Regions from separate parts of the Rattus norvegicus genome. Here region 1 is linked to region 2. The links are chromatin contacts, called in public Hi-C maps. All regions are on one chromosome and are shown on one strand. Each heading gives the region's core, a stretch centred on a gene start, on an enhancer-like site or on the middle of the called end of the contact. The rest is flanking DNA. Distances are from core to core; before and after follow the strand shown.

Region 1 (5,363 bases), core at 2,061-4,560, 140 kb after region 2:
TCCCACCAGTCTCTCACTTCTAATAGTCCACTCAACTATGAATTTGTTATGAATTACCTGTCGATAAAGTTAGATTCCTTGGGAGCTGAGCACCCAAACCATAGCAAACACAGGTAGAGCCCAAGCCTTCAACACATAAACCTTCAGAAGAAACATTGCACATCCAAACCATAGCATGTAACAGGAGAGGATGACTGCAGAGTTGGCGCACGGCAAGGCCTTAGTACTCCCCTAGAGCAGACACTGTGAGTGAGCGTGAATTAGGAAGTCATTGCAAGACTCCAGGAGTAAAGACTGGTTTTGTGGCTCACATCTTTGACCCTAACACTTGGGGCAGAGGTAAGTCGATCTCTGAGTTTGAGGCAGCCCTGATCTATGTAGCAAGTTCCCGACCAGCCAGGCTTACATACTGAGATCCTGTCCCAATAAACAACAATGACAAAGGAATCCAGGAGTGAGAAGATCAAGATTTAGCCAAACTGATGAGTGAAGAGGTAAAACTAATTATAAGCAAGAATTATGATTAAAATCAATGAAGAGAATCTATAGGATCATCCATCATGAGGGGGTAAAGGAGAGGTGTTAGAGATAAGTCAGACTTTGACCTTCAGAGCTGACCTAAGGGGAAAATATGTGGCGGGGGGGGGGGGGAGTAAAAAGATATCTCAGAGGTTAAGATTGATCACTGCTCTTGCGAAGAACCAAAGTTCTATTCCAAGCATCCATGTCAGGCAAACTCACAATCACCTGTAATAACAGATCCAGGGGTCTTCTTCTTGTCTCCATGGGCACTCGCATAAATGCATATATGCACGTAAATAAAAAGAAACGAATGCCTTCTTTAAAAAAGAAAGATGATGGGGTTGGGGATTTAGCTCAGTGGTAGAGCGCTTGCCTAGCAAGCGCAAGGCCCTTGGTTCGGTCCCCAGCTCCGAAAAAAAGAAAAGGAAAAAAAAAAAAAAAACAAAAAGAAAGATGATACCAGGTGCAGTAGTGGACACCTCTAATCTCTGCAATCAAGAGGTGGAGGCAGGAGGAGCAGAAGTTTAACACCATCATTTCTTGCTACATAGAGAATTCCAGAAGAGTTTGGGATACATGAGACCCTGTCTGGAATTTAAAAAGGAAGAAAGAAGAAGAAAAGAAACAAAGAAGAAAAGAAACAAAGAAGAAAAGAAACAAAGTGATGGGGCTGGAGAGATGGCTCAGCGTTAAGAGCACCCGACTGCTCTTCCAGAGGTCCTGAGTTCAATTCCCAGCAACCACATGGTGGCTCACAACCATCTGTAAAAGAGATCTGATGCCCTCTTCTGGTGTATCTGAAGACAGCTACAGTGTACTTATATATAATAAATGAATAAATCTTAAAAAAAAAAGAAAGAAAGAAACAAAGTGATGTATAACATGAGGTTACAATGAGACAAGTCATTATGCCCCACAGAGAATCAAAAAGGGGATGGGGGAAGAAAAAGCAGGCGAATGTAGAAATATTATTTGGGGATTATTTCTGCCCTGAACTACACTATGAACCCATAGAATGTATAAGAGTTTTTAAAATGTATTGAAAAGAAGATAGTTGAGGTTTGACTTTAGGTAAATACTCACCTTTGAAGAATGTGAGAGAGCCAGGCAGTGGTGGCTCTCACCCCTTTAAACACCAGCACTCAGGAAGTGGAGGCAAGCAGATCTTGGAGTTCACTGCTAACCTGGTCTACAGAGGGAGTTCCGGGATAGCCAGGGTTACACAGAGAAACCCTGTCTTGAAAAGCAAAACAAAGCAAAAACATAAGAATGAGAGAAAACTAGGTGTGGTGGAACACACTTATAAACCCATCACTGGGAAAATTGAGACAGAAGAATAAGAATTCAAGGCCAGTCTGGTCACCCAATAGGACCTCATGTTTTTTTCTTTGTTTGTGGTTTTTTTGTTTTTTTGTTTTTTTTTTTTTTTTAAGACCACAGACACGTCACACATATATAATCTCAGTTCTCAGAAGGTTGAGACAGTAGAATTAAAGGTTGAGCCCTGGGATTAAAAGCATGCTCAACTAACATTGCTTTTAAATAGGAATAAACTGAGCTACAAAGAAAGGGAGAGAGGCATGAAGACAGTGATGTCCTGAAGAAAATGGAAATAGAGGCATAAGTGATGGCAATGTGTTACAAAGTCTTTTTCTTTTCTTTTTTTCGGAGCTGGGGACCGAACCCAGGGCTTTGCTAGGCAAGCGCTCTACTACTGAGCTAAATCCCCAACCCCGTTACAAAGTCTTATAAAGGAAGAATGACGCTTCTGAGTCCAAAGAAAAGGGAAGGATAATGGGAAGGAACTTTGCAGCTATGAATTAAACATCCTGACAGAGAGATTAAGGGAGTCTCATAATCATTCTGCAGGGAGCAGAAAGATAGACACAGACAGACTATCTTGAATGAGGATAACAGGGAACCAATGAAAACAGCCCAGTTTTCCCTTACTCTTTAAAGGTGAGCATTTCCTAGCAGCACAAGGTCAGCCTTCTTTTCAATACACCTTTTGTTTAGCGCTCTCATCCCTCAAATGGGTTCATATTGCAGGTCATGTCAGAAGACTCCCAAACTTGTATTTCTAGATCCAACAACGCTCCCCTGAGAGTCCAGTAGTGAGATTAGTCAGCGAGTCTGGGTCTCAGTAAACATGTGCTGGTCTTCAGCAATTTTCCATAGCTCAGCAGTGGAAGTACTCAGGAGAATGGAAACAGTAGTTCTGGTTTGCGAACTGACCGGTAGTTTAGGCAGGCAAAGAGACAGACAAAGGCTGGGTATGAGTCAGATGAAGCCAAAGGGATTCCAAATCTGGGGTCTAGAAAGGTGAGGTTGTGGGAGAGGTTAAGAACTAAATGTTAGTTTTGATTCTTTGGGAAAAAAACCCAAAAGTTTTGATCCTTTGAAAATCACGTATAGTGATGCAAACCACACAATAGGCTCCTGTGGTTCTACAGGAGTGAGGCCAATCTGGGTGGGAATGCAGGAGATTTCGGAATCGTGAGTTTAAACTGATAATTGACAGGAAGGTAAAGAAGCCTCCAGATGTGGATTCTACTTGCATTCGGCTGATCTCGCAGTTTGCATTAGTCACTATTTTTTCCTTTGTTTAACCAAAAGACCCCAGAGCTCTTTCTGCGTTTCATGGTGAAGTTTTTCTTTAGACAGCAGCAGATTGACTAGTGACAAGGACCACTCTCATCCTGCTGTGCTCCTCCCGAGAAGAGTCCGGAACCTTTCTGCTGTGCTGGCGGCCCGGACATGCTGAGGCGGAGACCGGAAACCCCTTGTCGGTTCCGGGTTTTGTGGGCTACTACGATGGCGATGAGTTTCGAGTGGCCGTGGCAGTACCGCTTCCCGCCCTTCTTTACGTGAGGCTCAGACCCTGAGAAGCTCAGTGTAGCTCCCTCCCCATCCCCGGGGCCCAGGGCTCATCCTTGATGATTCTCTTGGGGTTCCGGGGGAGAAAGGAGCCGCCGGCCGTCTTCCGTCCAACCAGCCCATCACTTTCTTCCCTAATGTGCTGCTGGGCTGGTGCTGCTTCCGTCGTTTTACACTCTCTAATTCTGCGTCCCACTCCCTTCACCCGGCAGGTTACAGCCGAACGTGGACACCCGGCAGAAGCAGCTGGCCGCCTGGTGCTCTCTGGTTCTGTCCTTCTGCCGCCTGCACAAACAGTCCAGCATGACGGTGATGGAAGCCCAGGAGAGCCCGCTCTTCAACAACGTCAAGCTACAGCGTATCCTCCCTCAGGCTCTTCCATAGCCCACACACACTCCCACACTTTTCTACATGCCCGGACTGCATCTCCCCTCCTCCCTTTACCCACAGTAGGCAGGTTTCTATTCAAACTGGACTTGGGAAAGAGCTATAATACATGGCAGACAATCATTTTTATATGCACTCTTGCAAACAGTACCCCCCAACCCCACCCTAGTCAATGAGGCTGGGGTCTTTTAAGTCAAGTCCCATGCTTTACAAACTCGACCCTTTAAAACTATTTGAGTCTCCTTTCTGTGAGGCTCAAATCCCAAACCATCTTTAATAACCTTGTGCACTCAACCCCACCTCTCCCAGGAAGTGAGGGTCATTTATTTTTGCAGTCTGATTCATAGGTAAAATTTGTGGAGAAAAGGGCAGAGAGTGAAGGAAAGGGTAACACCCTTTATTTTCTAAAACTCTTGTTCTTTTTTGAGACCTGATCTCTATAGCCCAGCCCATCCTTGGGCTGGTGATTCTCCTCTGTCCATCCCATAAGAGCTGGTATTACAGGCCTATGGCACCATACTTTGCTAGAACTCTTAGTTCTTTTTACCCTCCTTTCCAGAATACTGAGGAAATGCAAACTTCTATCTTCTTCAAGAATTGCATGTATGTATAGCAGGGAAAGGAGGGGCCTAGATGACTCTTCATCATGAGCCTAACTCTGAAAAATTTTTTTTTTGAAATTTTTTTATTTAACCCAATTCACATGTAGCCCATCCCCTTAACCTTAAACCAGGGAAACTTCCTGTGGAGTCGATTCAGATTGTATTAGAAGAACTGAGGAAGAAAGGTGGGTTCAGTTCCTCAGAGACCTGTCTTTTTTTTTTAAACACTATTTTTTTAATTAATTTATTTATTTTTAATATATATGAGTACACTGTGGCTGTCTTAGACACACCAGAAGAGGGCATTGGATCTCATTACAGATGGTTGTGAGCCACCATATGGTTGCTGGGATTTGAAGTCAGGACCTCTGGAAGAGCAGTCAGTGCTCTTAACCACTGAGCTACCTCTCTAGCCCAACACTATTTTTTTTTTTTTTTTTTTGGTTCTTTTTTTCGGAGCTGGGGACCGAACCCAGGGCCTTGCGCTTCCTAGGCAAGCGCTCTACCACTGAGCTAAATCCCCAACCCCCCAACACTATTTTTTAAATGTGCAGTGGTATTGGCCTTCATATATATCTGTATGAAGGTGTCAGATCTCTTGGAACTAGAGTTACAGTTGTGAGCTGACACATGAGTGCTGGGATGTGAAGCCAGGTTGTCTGGAAAAACAGTGTCCTTAACCACTGGGCCATCTATCCAGCTCTTTCCCTCCCCCACCCCCATTTTTTTCTTCCTACTTGGGTTTTTTTCTGAGGTTACAGCAGGGCAACTCTCCATTTAATGACTTGTTTTGTGTGTTTCCCCCAGCTTGAAACCCCAAGTATTCTGAGATGTGAGATGGCCCAGTTATTACCCACTTCCTTAGTATACAAAATTAAAATCCCTCTGTGGCCTAAGAAAGATAGACTAAGGAGAACAGGATGCCATATAAATAAGAATGGTAAAATAAATATGGTATCTCTTGTTCTGAAAGCA
Region 2 (5,058 bases), core at 1,745-4,244:
GTGATGAAAACATAAGCATTTAGAGGGAGGCCATCATTATCCTAAAGATAGTAACACATCAGGGACCAGAAGTGATGTGGGTTACAAGATTTTTGATAGGGTCACCCTAATTTCTCTAGAGCCTGGGAGGGGACACCCTGGAAATACATGGTGGCACCACACTACTACAAGGATTTCTTCACAGGTACAGGCAGAACTACACCAGAGAATGCACAACACTAAAAGCACTAGGTGCCCTGAATCTGGAGGACTTTCGGAGTGAGTGTGAGTGAGTGAATGTGTGTGTGTGTGAGAGAGAGAGAGAGAGAGAGAGAGAGAGAGAGAGAGAGAGTGTGTGTGTGTGTGTGTGTGTGTGTGTAAGGCAGAGGACAGCTTACAGGAGCTGGGTTGAGGCATCAGGTTTGGAGGTGGATTCCATTACCCTAAGTGGACTCTAGCCCTGAGATGACTTGGTGACTTTTTTGTACTAATCTTCTGACACATCAAAAACCACCTAACGAGAAGTATTTCAGATTTGTTGTTTCTGACCCAACTTAACGACACTTCTTTAAAATGCTGAAAATCCAAACAGTCATTCTTTACTTCCCTAAGTGAAATGTCAACACTTACAAAGACACTACCAAGGAGTGAACCATGCTTAACCCTCAAACTTCGAAGGAAGTTCACTTCTCCCAAAACAATTCCGAGTGCCAATGTCTGACTATTTAACATCTTGGACCTTAATACTATGTGTGCCCTTCCTAAGGTATGAGTCCCCTCTATAAATGACAAGCTCCATTGTTCTTTAAGTCTTAAACCACCCTCACTTTGGTGGATCTCTCCCCCACCTCCTGTATTGTGGCTACACAGCAGGCAAACTACCAGGAAATGCCAGAGATAAAGATCAGTCACGATTTTTAAGAGATCCAAAGCACAAGCGGGGTTCTGAGAAAGATTCTAAACACAGACTTAGCCTAAGTAAACACTACTGGTACAGCATGGTGGCCAATGTCAATAGTCCCAATCTTCAGGAGCAGGGAGCAGGAAGATCAGAAGTTCAAGGCCTACTACACGGAATGTTCCAGGCCAGCGTAGGGTATATGGAACCAAAAAGTAATACACTGTTGAGGACCAGCAAATACTGTTGCAACTTTAAAATGTGTTCCAGTGCTGAAGAGATGACTCACACTGCTCTTCTGGAAAAGTTCAGTTCCCAGCATCGACACTGGGCCCCTCGCCCGTCTCCAGCACCAGGGGGATCCGATGCCTCGAACCTCCACAGACCTGCAACTCATCTGGTGCACACTTGTGCACATACAATTAAAATAATAAAAACAAATCTTTAAAAAACATGTTTCATCAGCCAGGCATACTGGTGAACTCCTTTAATCCCAGCCCTTGGGAGGCAGAGGCAGTTTGAGGTCAGCCTGATCTACAGAGTGCCAGGCTAGCTAGGGCTATGTAATGAAACCCTAATTCTTTTTAAGAAGGAAGGAAGGGAGGGAGGGAGGGAGGGAGGGAGGGTGGGTGGGTTCAGTCAGAACTGCCTGTGATGTATACCTGAAGTCTGCATTCTAAAAACTGCTTTAATAAACATCGGTTTCTTTTTTCCTGGATGTTCTGCCTGGACAAGCACTACGAACGGGAGAAAGCTGGTATCTGAGGTCAGGAAAGAAGCATTACCAAAAACCGATGACAGTGGCCTGAAGTTCACTGTTGGAACATTTGCCCAGCATACACAAGGTCGCCTGTTCTAGCTCCAGAACTCCAACATACATACATACATACATACATACATACGCACACACACACACTTTTGCTTTTTCAGGTAATTCAAGATAGTCTTATCTCTTTTGGTTGTAGAGGCCTCAGTACACGTGTCAGTTCCCTTGGAATTTGATCAGTATTATGGTTATTAATAAACCCAAACTATGGTTGGTAGACTCGATGAGGGCCAAACCCCACTCCCAGGTGGTTTCATTATTCAATGAATGAAACGCACACTTTAACATAAAGCCACTTGTCCAGCTAAAGGGACTCCACGGTTCTCAGATACCCTCAAACCCCTTGAGCCTTAAACCATGGCTAAGGTCTTCCTAATTTCTTGGGAGAAGAGTTGCAAACCTAAGTGGCTCTGAAACAAATGAAATCTCATCAGCGTTCTGTAATTCTTTTTCTTCTTAATACCATCTACTTTTCTTTCAAGCTGAAACTCCATACCGACTTCACCAACTTGACTGGGTGAGACAGTATCTAACATGCTAATCCATGATAACCGGCTCAAGCTTGTTTTCCTCCTACACCCCTGGGTACCATTTTTCAAGTCCTGCTGCCTCTCTTCCCACCCTAAGTTAAAATCTCTGGGAATCACACTGGGACAAGCAAGAGAAACGGAGGAAATAAGTCTCAAAGTGAAATCGCTTTCTCTAGCTAACAAGAGGCACTCTGGCTTACTGCGAGCGACTTGGGATGTTACCAGAAGCTCGTGGAGAGTGTCCGGGGCGAGAGTGGGGGCGCGGGGAAAGCGGGGAAGACCGGGGAAGATCGGGAAGGCACTGCGAGCACCCGGGGTGCCAAAGCCTGGAGGCGGACGTGATGTAGGGGAAAGTGAAGCATCATAAGGCAAGTTTAAGAAGCAGTCAGGGCAGCGAAAGAAAACAGGGCAGGGCAGGTGAGAGATAGATCCCCCCAGAGCAACCTGATGAATTCCCGCCTAGTAGGGTCAGCGAGGGTCCAGGTCTCTCACCAGAACGCCGCGTTCAGCCCCAGGCACCACAGGGCGCTCCTGGCCGGCCGCTCCCACACCAGGGCTGCCTGAACCCGGCTCAGCAGAGGCTCGTAAGGCCCCAGCACCTCTACCAGGGCTCGCTGCGCCGCCTCAACCTGCTGGTCGCGCTCCCAGGAGCCGGACATAGCTCGGCGGCCCCTGAAAGCCAACCCCGAAGATGGACCCGGGGCCGCGGCCACCCCTTCAGCCTCCTCCATCTCCCCTCCAGCAGCCACAACATCCGGGGCCACGGCCCGGCAGTCACAATAACACCAACTGCGCAGAAGCGCGATTTAGCTGCGGCCGGGAGGGGAAGGAGAGGGAGTTGCTAAGCCTGTTCGTCCCACGCGCGCGTGCGCATAAACTCCTGTGCGCATTCTCCGGACGGAAGAGAATGTTGCGTCAAAATACGTTCCGGGCGCTGAGCGCGATTCGGAGCCGCGCACGCGCAACCTGCACTACTGAAGCCCAATGAAGGAGGAAATTCCATCTGCGGAGCTTAGCTCCCATTGGAGCGGGGAAAGATCAGGGGTGGAGCGCATTGCCTAGCGCCTGCGTCTTGCGGGCGAGCGCGCTAGCGGTCGGCGGCGTTGCTGGCGGGAGAGACTGCAACGCCTATGTCTGAGGAGCGATGCCGAGAGAAATCATCACCCTACAGTTGGGCCAGTGCGGCAATCAGAGTGAGCGAACCTCCAGACCCTCTGCCTGCCAGGTTCCTTAGGTGCAGTAGGGCCTCGCAATAAGGTCGTAGATTCGGTCTGTCCTCAGAATCCTAGTTCTCCCCGACAAAGGCGTCCTCCAACCCTGTACCCAACTGCCCAAAGCCTATGAACCTTCCCTTGTCCAGTTGCTGGCCTAGACACTAGGAAGTCCCAAGGATAATCTTGATCCCTAGACTCAGGCGTTCAATCCCCCACTGGCTATTTGGAACCTACCCAGACCCACGTATCCTTTTTCTTCTCCTCCCGCCTCCCTCTCTTAGTTGGGTTCGAGTTCTGGAAACAGCTATGTGCTGAGCATGGCATCAGCCCCGAGGGCATCGTAGAGGAGTTCGCCACCGAGGGCACTGACCGCAAGGACGTCTTTTTCTACCAGGTGCCCCCTCCCCCGAACCCACCCCAGTGACTTGCCAGGTCCCTGGGGACATGAAGGTACTGGTGGCGACCTGGTACTGGGAAAGTCACTGGGCAGATGGGAACAGAATGGCTGTCTTGAGGGAGGGCCTGCCGAAACCAGAGTTGGGGGACTCAGGACTTGACTCATCCTAGCTCCCTGGGCCAATCCTGGCTTTCCCTTTGACAGGCAGACGATGAGCATTACATCCCCCGGGCTGTGCTGCTGGACCTGGAGCCCCGGGTGATCCATTCCATCCTCAACTCCTCCTATGCCAAGCTCTACAACCCAGAGAACATCTACCTGTCCGAGCATGGAGGAGGGGCTGGCAACAACTGGGCCAGCGGATTCTCCCAGGTCATTACTGTTCTCCTGCAGGGCTCTCAACTCCTTGGGTGGGCACAGACCCTGTGGTTTTTCTACAGATGAAACTAGGTCAGAGGAGCATGAGTGCTGAAGCAAGATAGCCTTGGCTTCAGGAGCTAACTGCAAGGCTAAGAACCTATTCTAGCTAGTCCCTTGTTGCAGGCCATTTAAGTACTTTATATGTTAGCTTTGCAAACCTCTGACTAACCCTAGATGTAGGCGCTGTGAGTTTATATTTTATCTACTTTTTCAGACTCAAAAAAACCTGAAACCAAAGATATTTCAGACTTCGCTTAGCAAAACCAAAAATCAATAGGGAAAGCTACATTGATGTTTCTAGTCAATGCACTGTCATCAGACGTCTCACTGCAGAAATATTAGCATATCTGATAGCACATCTCAGACCTCCACCGTTGTATGGGTAGTATTGTTTATTTTGTAGCTTCTAGGAATGTGTTGAACATCACACACTAGACAAACTTACACTGCTGAGCTAGACATCACATCCCCAGCCTTCACGTGGTCTTTTTGTTAAATCCGAATATTTATTTCTTTATTTTGAGAGGGTTTCTCTGCGTAGCCCTGGCTGTCCTGGAACTCACTGTGTAGGCCAGGCTGACCCCAAGCACACAAAGATCCACCTGCCTCTGCCTCCCAGATGCTGAGATTAAAGTGTGCACCATCACTGCCCAGCTGATATGCAGTTTACATTTGTATATACAAAGCTACCTTTCGGAACCAGAAGTATTTTGATTTCTTTTTTTTTTTTTTCTTTTTTCTTTTTTTCGGAGCTGGGGACCAAACCCAGGGCCTTGCGCTTGCTAGGCAAACGC

Evidence for each region. Hi-C and Micro-C count contacts between places; a contact is called where the count stands out from the background.
Region 1: a Hi-C map of kidney shows a contact between it and region 2, with 2.4 times the contacts expected there. The contact joins the promoter of Vps25 here to the promoter of Retreg3 in region 2.

Annotation. Positions count from the first base shown.
Region 1 is chr10:86,693,077-86,698,439 of GRCr8, forward strand. It overlaps Vps25 (vacuolar protein sorting 25 homolog), which reads left to right and starts at 3,311. Exons shown (of 6, transcript NM_001173451.1): 1 at 3,311-3,389; 2 at 3,612-3,757; 3 at 4,520-4,573. The coding sequence starts at 3,337.
Region 2 is chr10:86,549,879-86,554,936 of GRCr8, forward strand. Retreg3 (reticulophagy regulator family member 3) reads right to left here and starts at 2,995. Exons shown (of 9, transcript NM_001135804.1): 1 at 2,726-2,995. The coding sequence starts at 2,964. It overlaps Tubg1 (tubulin, gamma 1), which reads left to right and starts at 3,265. Exons shown (of 11, transcript NM_145778.2): 1 at 3,265-3,426; 2 at 3,729-3,841; 3 at 4,049-4,216. The coding sequence starts at 3,378.